2 separate regions of the Capra hircus genome follow, and region 1 is linked to region 2. The links are chromatin contacts, called in public Hi-C maps. All regions are on one chromosome and are shown on one strand. Each heading gives the region's core, a stretch centred on a gene start, on an enhancer-like site or on the middle of the called end of the contact. The rest is flanking DNA. Distances are from core to core; before and after follow the strand shown. Region 1 has its middle 61 kb from the start of PMAIP1. Region 2 has its middle 22 kb from the start of TRNAC-GCA.

The links. A called contact is a pair of places that touch in the nucleus more often than the background predicts.
Region 1: a Hi-C map of blood shows a contact between it and region 2, with 5 times the contacts expected there. The contact joins two enhancer-like sites. A contact is called at or near these places in 4 of 5 Hi-C or Micro-C datasets (blood and liver).

Annotation. Positions count from the first base shown.
Region 1 is chr24:59,005,573-59,010,479 of ARS1.2, forward strand. No RefSeq gene overlaps it. Among named protein-coding and RNA genes, the nearest start is that of PMAIP1, 61 kb to the left of the region's middle. Within about 2 kb of position 2,644, at least 2 of the 5 cell types and tissues checked have an H3K27ac peak or open chromatin away from gene starts, as enhancers often do.
Region 2 is chr24:58,896,651-58,902,109 of ARS1.2, forward strand. No RefSeq gene overlaps it. Among named protein-coding and RNA genes, the nearest start is that of TRNAC-GCA, 22 kb to the left of the region's middle. Within about 2 kb of position 3,866, at least 1 of the 5 cell types and tissues checked has an H3K27ac peak or open chromatin away from gene starts, as enhancers often do.

The DNA.
Region 1 (4,907 bases), core at 1,394-3,893, 110 kb after region 2:
TTTGCAAAACACCATTTTCTAGCGGCACACTTAAAGAGAAAGAAATCCACCTATGCACTGATCCATTGAAACCTCTAATGGGGGAGGGGCGGGCAGTTGGGAATCAGAGAACTAGGTGAGGGAGATTCAGAGGTATAAACTTTGAGTTACGAAATAAATGAGTCATGGGTGCGAGACCAGCAGTGTGGGGAACAGAGTGAACACTGATGCAATGTCTTTGTATGGTGATGGACGGCACCGAGGCTTGTCATGGTGACCATCCTGTCATGTCTAGAAATACTCGATCACCACGCTGCGCACCAGGAACTAACACAGTCCTTAAGGCCAATTATACTTCAAAAGCAAACAAACCTATAGAGAAAGAGATCAGGTTTGTGGTTACGAGAGGCAGGGGTTGGGGGAGGGAGGAATTGGATGAAGACAGTCAAAAGGTACAAATTTCCAGTAATAATTACTGCTACGGATGTAATATACCACCTGATTAATATAATCAGCTCTACTGAGTGTTATATATGAAAGTCGTTAAGAGAGTAAATCCTAAGAGTTCTTATCACAAGGGAAAAAATTTTTCTTTTTTCTTTTCTTTTGTATCTAGACAAGACAGATGTTCAATCAACTTATGGTTATAATCATCTCATGATGTACGTAAGTCAAATTGTTATTGTAAAATATAGCACCTAAAATTGGTACAGTGTTGTATGTCAATTATGTCTCAAAAACACTGGAAGAAAAATGTTAAATATCAAATAAAACAAAACAATTTCTGATCGGAATAACCCATCCTGGGTTCTTGTGTCTTCATGCAAGTTTCATTCGAGGAGGCCAAAGGCTGCTTCACTTTGAACATATTCTGTTTTTTCCCTGAACTGACAGACTTGTTACAGGAAAGTCAACTGACCCTTGGAGACAATACTTCTTTCTTCGTCTTTTAATTGGAAAAGTTAGAAAGGAAACAACAGAATATAATATAGGCAATATTAGCACTCACAAGAAAATATCAAACTTATAATTTCTTTTGAAAAATAAATAATACCGATTAAGCTGTAGTCCCCTTGACCTCCTTCCTGATTCAATTTCCCTTAATTTCTCCCTGAAAGTCACCACCATGAGGATTTCATCATGGTATCTGTCAGCCCTTTCTTAGCTGCTGCTGCTAAGTCACTTCAGTCGTGTCTGACTCTGTGCAACCCCATGGACTGCAGCCTACCAGGCTCCTGTGTCCACGGGATTTTCCAGGCAAGAGTACTGGAGTGGGATTGCCATTGCCTTCTCTGCTTACGTCAGCTATAAACATATATTCTTTATAAATAACATATACTGTTGCTTGCATGATACAAACATAGCATTATTGTCTTGCCAAGACAGGACTGAGCTACCTTAATCTTTAGAGATAAGAGAGGATAACATTTCCTTGAATTATGACCTCTGTTTTGAGAACAGTTCCATGGAATATTTAAAATAGGCAAACAAGGGCCTACTGTGTAGCACAGGGAAATAGACTTACTGTCTTGTAATAACCTATAATGGAAAAGAATCTGAAAAAGAATAAAAATAAAACCAAATTATTTTGCTGTAAACTTGAAATTAACACAGCATTGTAGATGAAATATACTTCAATTAAAAATCTAAGGCTAGGAGATCTAAACCAAAAACACACAGACAAAAGAACACCCAACTGTTCCCTGGAGCAAAGTTTAACTTCTGGACTATTCAGAGTGGTAAGTCTCTATTACAGACATGAAGTCTGGAGGTGAACTCTTCTGCCATGATAATTTTACAAGTTTCTGCTAGAAAAGAAAACCAGGTTGGGATTATCTGTTACTGAAGGATCTGTGAAGTTGAGGGAAGCTTGCTTTGGGATATTTCTGATGTTAGGTTTTTTTTTTTTGGTCAAGTTTATTTTTTTTCTGCAGCTATCAAAACCTTCAAGTGGTCACATAGTGAATACATAAATACTTTCTATATTTTAAATCTTCGGATACAAGATGTTATTGTAGTCATAGTTACATATATCCAACTGTAGGTTTTTCAAGCTAATGTCACACAAGTCTTAACAGGATTAAAATGCAAAGCAGTCATATAAATTCATTTTTTTTCTATATGGAAAAATTTAATGATTGGCAGAAATAGACACCGGAATTAAAAGTTCCTCAAAGGGATATAATTCTATACTTCAGTCTTAAAGAAGACTCTAATAATTCTATATGAAGATAGCTGAATACCTCAACAGTTTTGAATATTACGTTACCTCGTGTGGTTGACTTAATCACAGTTGGTGTGTTAATAAATCTAGTAGTGCAGCGCCACCTTGTGACCAAAATGCTCAACTACATTATGTTGGATTTCGTGAGGAAGACCTTTATTTAAAAGGCTTGCTCATGCAGCTGCTGGGGTTCCCGGTAACTGGATCGCCAGTGTCCACCAGTAGTGGGATGAGCCATCCCTGCCTTCCCAAGGCTGTCCGGGGACATTAGATTCTTTTGGTTTAAAGAAGGTTGAAAACCAGGACAGTCAGATAAACCGGGACCAACTGGTCCCCTCTTACTAAGTACGAAGCGCTGCTCGGGCTCTCGGTGCAGCAGCGGGTGAGGCCGAGTCGCCGTCTGTGAGTGTGTTAGGCTGGGGGCAAGCGGACAAAGAGGCGGCGCACCCAGGCAACGCACCAGGTCGCTGCAAGCTGCGCAGGTAAGCGGTGAGGCGAATGCGCGGAACCGAACGGAACCGAAAGTCTCTCGGCGGCTCTTGGCGCTTGAGCGCTTGACGGTGGAGGAGGTGACCCTGGAACCGGGAGCTGAATGGCGCGGGGGCGACGCGCCCCTGGAGACGGAAGGGAGAGCGCGCTGGGCAGGGAGCGGCGAGAGCCAGGTCCCTGGGGCGGGGACACCGGCGGCGTGCTTAGCGGACCGCAAGGAACCAACGTGACACGCGTTCAGGGGGTGTGTGAGTTTTCCGGGGCTTCCTCACAAATCGCCACCAACTAAGTAGCTTAAAGTAACAGGAATCTACCGCCTCGCAGTCTGGGGGCCAGAGGGCGAAGATCAAGCTGGCAGCAGGCTGCACGTCCTCTGAAGACCCCAGGGAGCGTCCTTGCGGGCCCCCTTCCGGCTTCCGGGGGTCGCGGGAAACCCTGGAGCTCCGGGCTCCAGCCCAGCGCCGACGGCTCGGACTCCCCACCCGGTGCGCCGCCTGCGTCTCAGCCTGCCCTGGCTCTTCCCTCTGCTTTAAGCGGGGAAGCCGGCCTCTCTTCCCCAGCAACCCCCGTCCCCTGCCCTGGCGAGACTGAAACAGGCCTCTGTTAACGCGTCCAGGATGCCTATCCCCCACTCAGAGAGCATCAACAAGGTGAAATGCCAGGGACTCTCCTCAGTGTCTTTTTTCTACTCTGGAATCAGTGTGTCCTATAACATAAAGAAAGAATCCCCCTGCAACGCGCGAGACCCCAGTTCCATCCCTAGGTCGGAAGATCCCCTGGAGAAGAGAGAGGCTGTCAACTCCAGGCTTCTTGGGCTTCCCTGGTGGCCCAGACAGTAAAGAATCTGCCTGCAATGTGGGAGACCTGGGTTCAATCCCTGGGGTGGGAAGATCCCCTGGAGGAGGGCATGGCAACCCACTCCAGCATTCTTGCCTGGAGAATCCCCATGGACAGAGGAGCCTGCTGGGTTACAGTCCATGGGGTCGCAAAGAGTAGGACACGACCCAGCGACTTTCTTTCTATGGATAAAATTAGCTTCGTTGTATCCTAAAATGCCTTGACTCATTTATTTTGCAGTTTACAACAGTAAAATCTGTCTGTTTTGGGTGGACAGACTTGCGAATTTTGACACGTGTAGAGTCACAAAACCACTTCCACTGCCAAGACCCAGAGCAATCCATCAGCTCCCCAAATCCTGTCATGCGACCCCCTTTGTACATGTAGCCTTTTAAAGCAGATTATTTGTTTTTCTTTTTCTGAGGCACTTGATCCATTTAATGATGAGTGCACCTTGAGCATTAATTTTGCGCTTTAGAGAGATGGATCGGTGGCTCTCTGTAACACCAGTGTAAGAAATCCTATTACTCTGGGCCCACCACATCTCCAACAGCGCCTTGTAATTGCCACCGATGCTTTCTGCGTCCAGCAGGGTTTAGTTTGCTCTTTGATTTCACTCCTTGGTTTTATGCACAGGAGCTCAGTTCTCTTTATGTTTCTTCCGCTTCTGCTCATAAAATAGTTATGGGTCTCCCCGCCCTTTGTACTGCTCTTTAAATGTGTTCAAGCGACTCTTAAAACACTGTGTTCAGAGTGAGACGCAGTGGACATGATACATCCTGGACCTAGCTGGGACACACTGTCTTCCTCCCCAGATTCTGTCTAAGACCGCAGTGGCATTTTTTCTTTTCTCAGCAGTAATCCACTGTTTACTTCCAATGAGTATCTGGTCAATGATACAATTTAAAAAAAGAAATTAACACAGGGCTGCTTGCTAGTTCTTTCAGTCCTTATGCTGCATATCTGGCATGGGAACTTTTGCATCTAAGTAAAAATTTTATGTTTGATCTTTTTAATGTTTTCAGTGTAAAATTTGGCCAGAGTTCCAGCTTGTGGGTCTGCATTGTGTATGTGCTCCTCTTCCTCAGTTTTCCATGAAGGATGGAAGGGAGCCAGGCATTTCTTGCTCCCTGCCTTGTCCCACCTCTCTTTAATCCCAACACCCTTCCTCTCTTATTTGGTCCTGTCTCTTCACAGGCGTAAGATGCGGCAGCTGGTGTCACCCAAAAATGGAATGAGAAAGGAGGCAAAGAGGCTAGTGGAAAAAAAAAAAAAAAAAAAAAAACCCTTGGCGTATAATTGGGCTATTACCTTATTATGATATATTAGGCAAGATTTCGGAGAAGGCAATGGCACCCCACTCCAATATTCTTGCCTG
Region 2 (5,459 bases), core at 2,616-5,115:
AGAACCCACTCCAGTATGCTGTTAAAAAGCTAGATAATAGAAGGGACTTCCCCGGTGGCCCAGTGGTTAAGGTGCATGCTTCCACTGCAAGGGGCACAGGTTCGATCCCTGGTCAAGGAACTAAGATCCTGCATAGCGTGGCCACATGAATAAAACGGAAAAAAATCATTAAAAAATAACTAAACAAAAGCTAGGTTATATAGGTAATAAATGTCGAACAGTGCGTGGCATGTGGTGAGTGAACGTCACATAAAGCTCACTCCGCAGACCAGACATTCCATTTCTTGTCTTGGTGGCCAGTTTGACGTTTCATCACCCTGGTGTCTGGACTGTTTGCCTTCATACATGAGATGACCCCTCGCCAACCGGGGTTGAGCCTTACCTTCACAGCAACAACCGGCTCCTTCTCTACTTTCCTCGGAGCACTCAGACACGGTGACAAGGATCTGAGAGGGAAAGTGGGCTTGTAAGGGAGTCTGCACTTAAGAGCCTCCGTCCTGGAAGACATCACAGAGCTGCCAGTTAACCCATCTTGGACTCAGGGACCCACGGGGTTCTTACCCCGTCAGATAACAACGTCCGCCAGGTGGCGCTACTGGTAAAGAAACCCGCCTGCCAACGCAGGAGGCTTAAGAGACCTGGGTTCCATCCCTGGGTCGGGGAGATGCCCTGGAGGAGGGCATGGCAACCCACTCCAGTCTTCTTGCCTAAAGGATCCCAAGGACAGAGGAGCCTGGCAGGCTGCAGTCCATGGGTCACACAGAGTCGGACACGACTGAAGCGACTTAACAAGCACACTATGTAAATCACTTTCAGGTGGGTGTTCTGAGGCTTGCTATCACGGCACTCTGATACAGAAGCATTTTGCAAACGCCCCTGCAAGAGCCAGGTCACACTGTTTCTTCTCCATCTTGATTTCCCCTGATCACCCAGGATGAACTTCTAGGCATCTCGCTAAATTTCAATCAGAGGCCTAGGTCATCTAGACAGGCAGGCCTTCCCCCTGCCAAAGGCATCCATGTGCGTCAGCCTCGAGAGACAACAGGGTGTGAAAAAACAATGTTTTAACTAGCTATCTCAACACACCTCAGACCTTCACACATCCCCAGATGAAAATCAAAGTAGCCTTTTCACAAAAGCCAAAGAGAATTGTGTTTAGTGCTACCAAGGACCCTGTTGGCAGTATTCAGAAATAAATGATCTTTAAAGAGATGAAAATTCCAGGAGAATTTGCATCCTCACTTACGTGTCTGTAGGTGGCAATGTAACTCCAGGGACAGTATTTGTGAAAGTACATTTATATCCTGCATTTGTTTCGGAGAAGGCAATGGCACCCCACTCCAGTACTCTTGCCTGGAAAATCCCATGGACGGAGGAGCCTGGTGAGCTACAGTCCATGGGGTCGCTGAGGGTAGGACACGACTGAGCGACTTCACTTTCACTTTTCACTTTCACGCATCGGAGAAGGAAATGGCAACCCACTCTAGTGTTCTTGCGGAGAATCCCAGGGACGGGGGAGCCTGGTGGGCTGCCATCTATGGGGTCGCACAGAGTCAGACACGACTGAAGCGACTTAGCAGCAGCAGCAGCAGCATTTGTTTGCTCCAGTATGATTTTGTTCCTGGAGAATTTCTGTGGCCGTAATGGTGAGAATTCCTGGAAGGGCAGCGGGCACCCAAGAGGGTGATCTGCCCCTCCCCCTCCCTCAACCTGGCAACAGTCACCCCACCTGCCTCCTCACACCAGAATTAAGTAAATTCTAGCAGCTGGTCTGCGCTTCCCTGGTGGTTTAGCGATAAAGACTCTGCCTACCAATGCAGGAGACCCAGGAGATGAGGGGTCACTCCCTGGGTTGGGAAGATCACCTGGGGTAGAAAATAGCAACTCGCTCTAGTATTCTTCCCTGAAATTTCTTATGGGGAGAGGAGCCTGGTGGGCTACAGTCCGTGGCCTCCGAAAGAGTCTGATGCTACTGAGCACAGTCACAAGCCCTCTGTCTACCACTAGGTACCCACCCATTTCTTTTTTCCTTCTTAGTCAACAATGTTTTGTTGTTTTAGAATTTAGGCTCTGAGTTAAGTGAGTGCTTTTTCGTCCCATTGTAATTCAATCTAATTCTCATTTAAATCTAAAGTAAATTTGCAAAGCAAAAAACCCAGTCCTCCCAGCTAAAATCACTTATGCCAACAGACTACTTGGGAAGAACAGCAGAGATAACAGGAAGAAACAACAACAAAAACAAGCGATAAAAACCAGCTAGCTCCTTGGTGCACAGCTGATTTCTGCAAACAGCCTCCTCCTAGGTGAAAAGAATATCTGGCTTCCCAACTGAGACGCTTCGAGTGGAATTTTGGTTCACCTCCAAAATGTTGTATCTTGTGACTTCAAAGGGGCATTAGGAAACTTTTGGGGGGTAGTGGAAATATTTGCCATCTTGATTCTGGTGGTGTCTCTATGACTGTATTCATTTGTCAGAATCCACAGAACTGTACAAGCTGGAATCAAGATTGCCGGGAGAAATATCAATAACCTCAGATATGCAGATAGCACCACCCTTATGGCAGAAAGCAAAGAACTAAAGAGCTTCTTGATGAAAGTGAAAGAGGAGAGTGAAAAAGTTGCCTTAAAGCTTAACATTCAGAAAACTAAGATCATGGCATCCGGTCCCATCACTTCATGGGAAATAGATGGGGAAACAGTGACTTTATTTTGGGGGGCTCCAAAATCACTGCAGATAGTGACTGCAGCCAAGAAATTAAGAGACGCTTGCTCCTTGGAAGAAAAGTTATGACCAACCTAGACAGCATATGAAAAAGCAGAGATGTGTTACTTTGCCAACAAAGGTCCGTCTAGTCAAGGCTATGGTTTTTCCAGTGGTCATGTATGGATGTGAGAGTTGGAGTATAAAGAAAGCTGAAGGCTGAAGAATTGATGCTTTTGGACTGTGGTGTTGGAGAAGACTCTTGAGAGTCCCTTGGACTGCAAGGAGATCCAACCAGTCCATCCTAAAGGAGATCAGTCCTGAATGTTCATTGGAAGGTCTGATGCTGAAGCTGAAACTCCAACACTTTGGCCACCTGATGCGAAGAACTGACTCATCTGAAAAGACCCTGATGCTGGGAAAGATTGAAGGCAGGAGGAAAAAGGACAACAGAGGATGAGATGGTTGGATGGCATCACCGATTCAATGGACATGAGTTTGAGTAAACTCCGGGAGTTGGTGATGGACAGAGAAGCCTGGCGTGCTGCAGTTCACGGGGTCGCAGAGAGTCGGACACAACTGAGCGAATGAACTGAACACATAAAAAGGGCAAACTTTATTGAATGTAAGCTATTGAGTGTAAATTTTAAACCTGATTTTTTAAAAAAAGAAAATTTAGTACTTATAATTTAACAGACCCAAACCCAGTCAATTAGAGTGAAGTCATCTTGCTCTCTTTTATAAAAAGAGATTTTAAAAAATGCCTTTTTACCTCTATTCTGTTCTGTCTCCCAATTTCTTTCTGGAAATAACATTTCAGATGTTACAAATGTGAGTTCATTATGAAGTACTTGTGAAATGAACATTTATTCTTTCTTTTAAAAATCTAACTTGGGTCCAAAACAAGGGGATAAGAGGGGTCATGAAATGAATCTCATTGCACAGACAACTGTCTGAAAACAGGACCTCCCCCGACAGCCATCCATTGGTCTGGCATACCTCTGAACAAAGTCTTTCGCATCATTGAGCTTTCAAACAATAGGAAAACCGCTTATGTTTTCTATTTCCAGTCCTCGGCTGTAGAGTCTCCGGCTGACTCTATCCGTCCTCCTTGTGCCTGCCCCACAGGCGCTGGTGCTGTGCGGGGCACAGTGGCGAGAACCATCCAGTGATCCTGCCGCCCATGGCTTCCGGGTCAGTGGTCCCTCGTGCAGACTCCCAACAACTTCCCGTCTTGGAATCTCCTACGAGACTGTCAGCTCCCTGTGGGTGGCATCCGTTGCGTTCTCTTCTGTCTTTAGCACGTGGCCCAGGGGAGCCCAGAAGGCTTTCAGTAACTGGGCTTACAAACCCATGAATAAATACACAGGATTTGTAAGACCCCTTGCAGCTCTAAGGGCTTCCCTGGCGGCTCAGGTGGTAGAGCATCCGCCTGCAAAGGGGGAGACCTGGGTTTGATCCTTGGGTTGGGAAGATCTCCTGGAGCAGGGAATGGCCACCCACTCCAGTATTCTGGCCTGGAGAATTCCGTGGACAGAGGAGGCTGGAGTGCAGTCCATGGGGTCACAAAGAGTCGGACACGGCTGAGTGACTAACACAGACACTGCAGCTCTGAAGATCGAAGGACAAGGTAGTGGACTTTAAGCCAGGCACACGGTCCCCATAGAGGGGTACCCTGCAGGGTCTTCCAGAGACCCTCGCAACACAGGCGCTCCGCTCCACCGTCACTCACGGGGCTTCCTTTCTCCAGCCTCAGATTTAGATTGTGATCCTGATAGAAGCACTCTCAGGGAGTATAAACCATTAGGCTGGTTATAATCATGTCCACATTTCTCTGCATGAAAGCTCCAGGGCTTTTTTTTTTTTTTTTTTTAGGGAAGGTGAAAACTAGTATTGTCTAAGGTCATGGATGGAATGAGGTGAAGACTGAATTGGTTTCCAGGGAGGTAGAAGTGCAAATCCTCCTGATTTCACAAGTGTGCCCAGGGTCTGCCTTGCCCAACACGCCCATCTTGAGTTTAGGGACTCCAGGTCAATGTCACTGTCTCCGTAACTCACAAACTTCCACGTATGTGTGAGCAGCTTTTCTTCAGCGTGTTCAGTGGATCCATCTACAGTGCATGAGTCCATGATTTTAAAAATATATTCGCCTGTTAGCCACCCGTCAATTAAGATATAGAATGTTTCAGTCACTCCAAAACATTTTTCATGTGTCTCTTTGAAGTTAATCCCAGACCCAGGGCCCCAGGTGACCCTTGATCTGTTTACTATCCATATAGATTTGTTTCTTCCTTTATAATGTCACATAAATGGACAAGCTTATTTCACACGGCATGATGTTTCTGAGACTCAAGGTTTTGTTCATTTCTTTTTATTGATGGGTAATATTTCAGCATTGCTTTTGATTAAGAAAAATATGTTCTTTTATTTACAGTTTAAGTAACCAATTTTATTTATTCTGCTCGATTTTAAATATAGCATTACTTTTTTTATAAAAAGGATACTTGTTCATTTATCTATTCAAAAAAATACAAAGAAGAGAGTTCTCTGGTGGCCTCATGGTTAGGGTTCTGGGCTGTCACAACTGTGGCCAAGGTTCCATCCCTGGTTTGGGAAATGAGATCCTCCAACGGGGCCAAAAAATGAGAACAAAAAGCAAAGATGATAAAAGTAACTGGCAATTCAAATGTTTAGAGATAGGCACTGTGAATGTTCTAGCATTCACTCTTGCAGGCATCTTCCTCTATAATACACATAC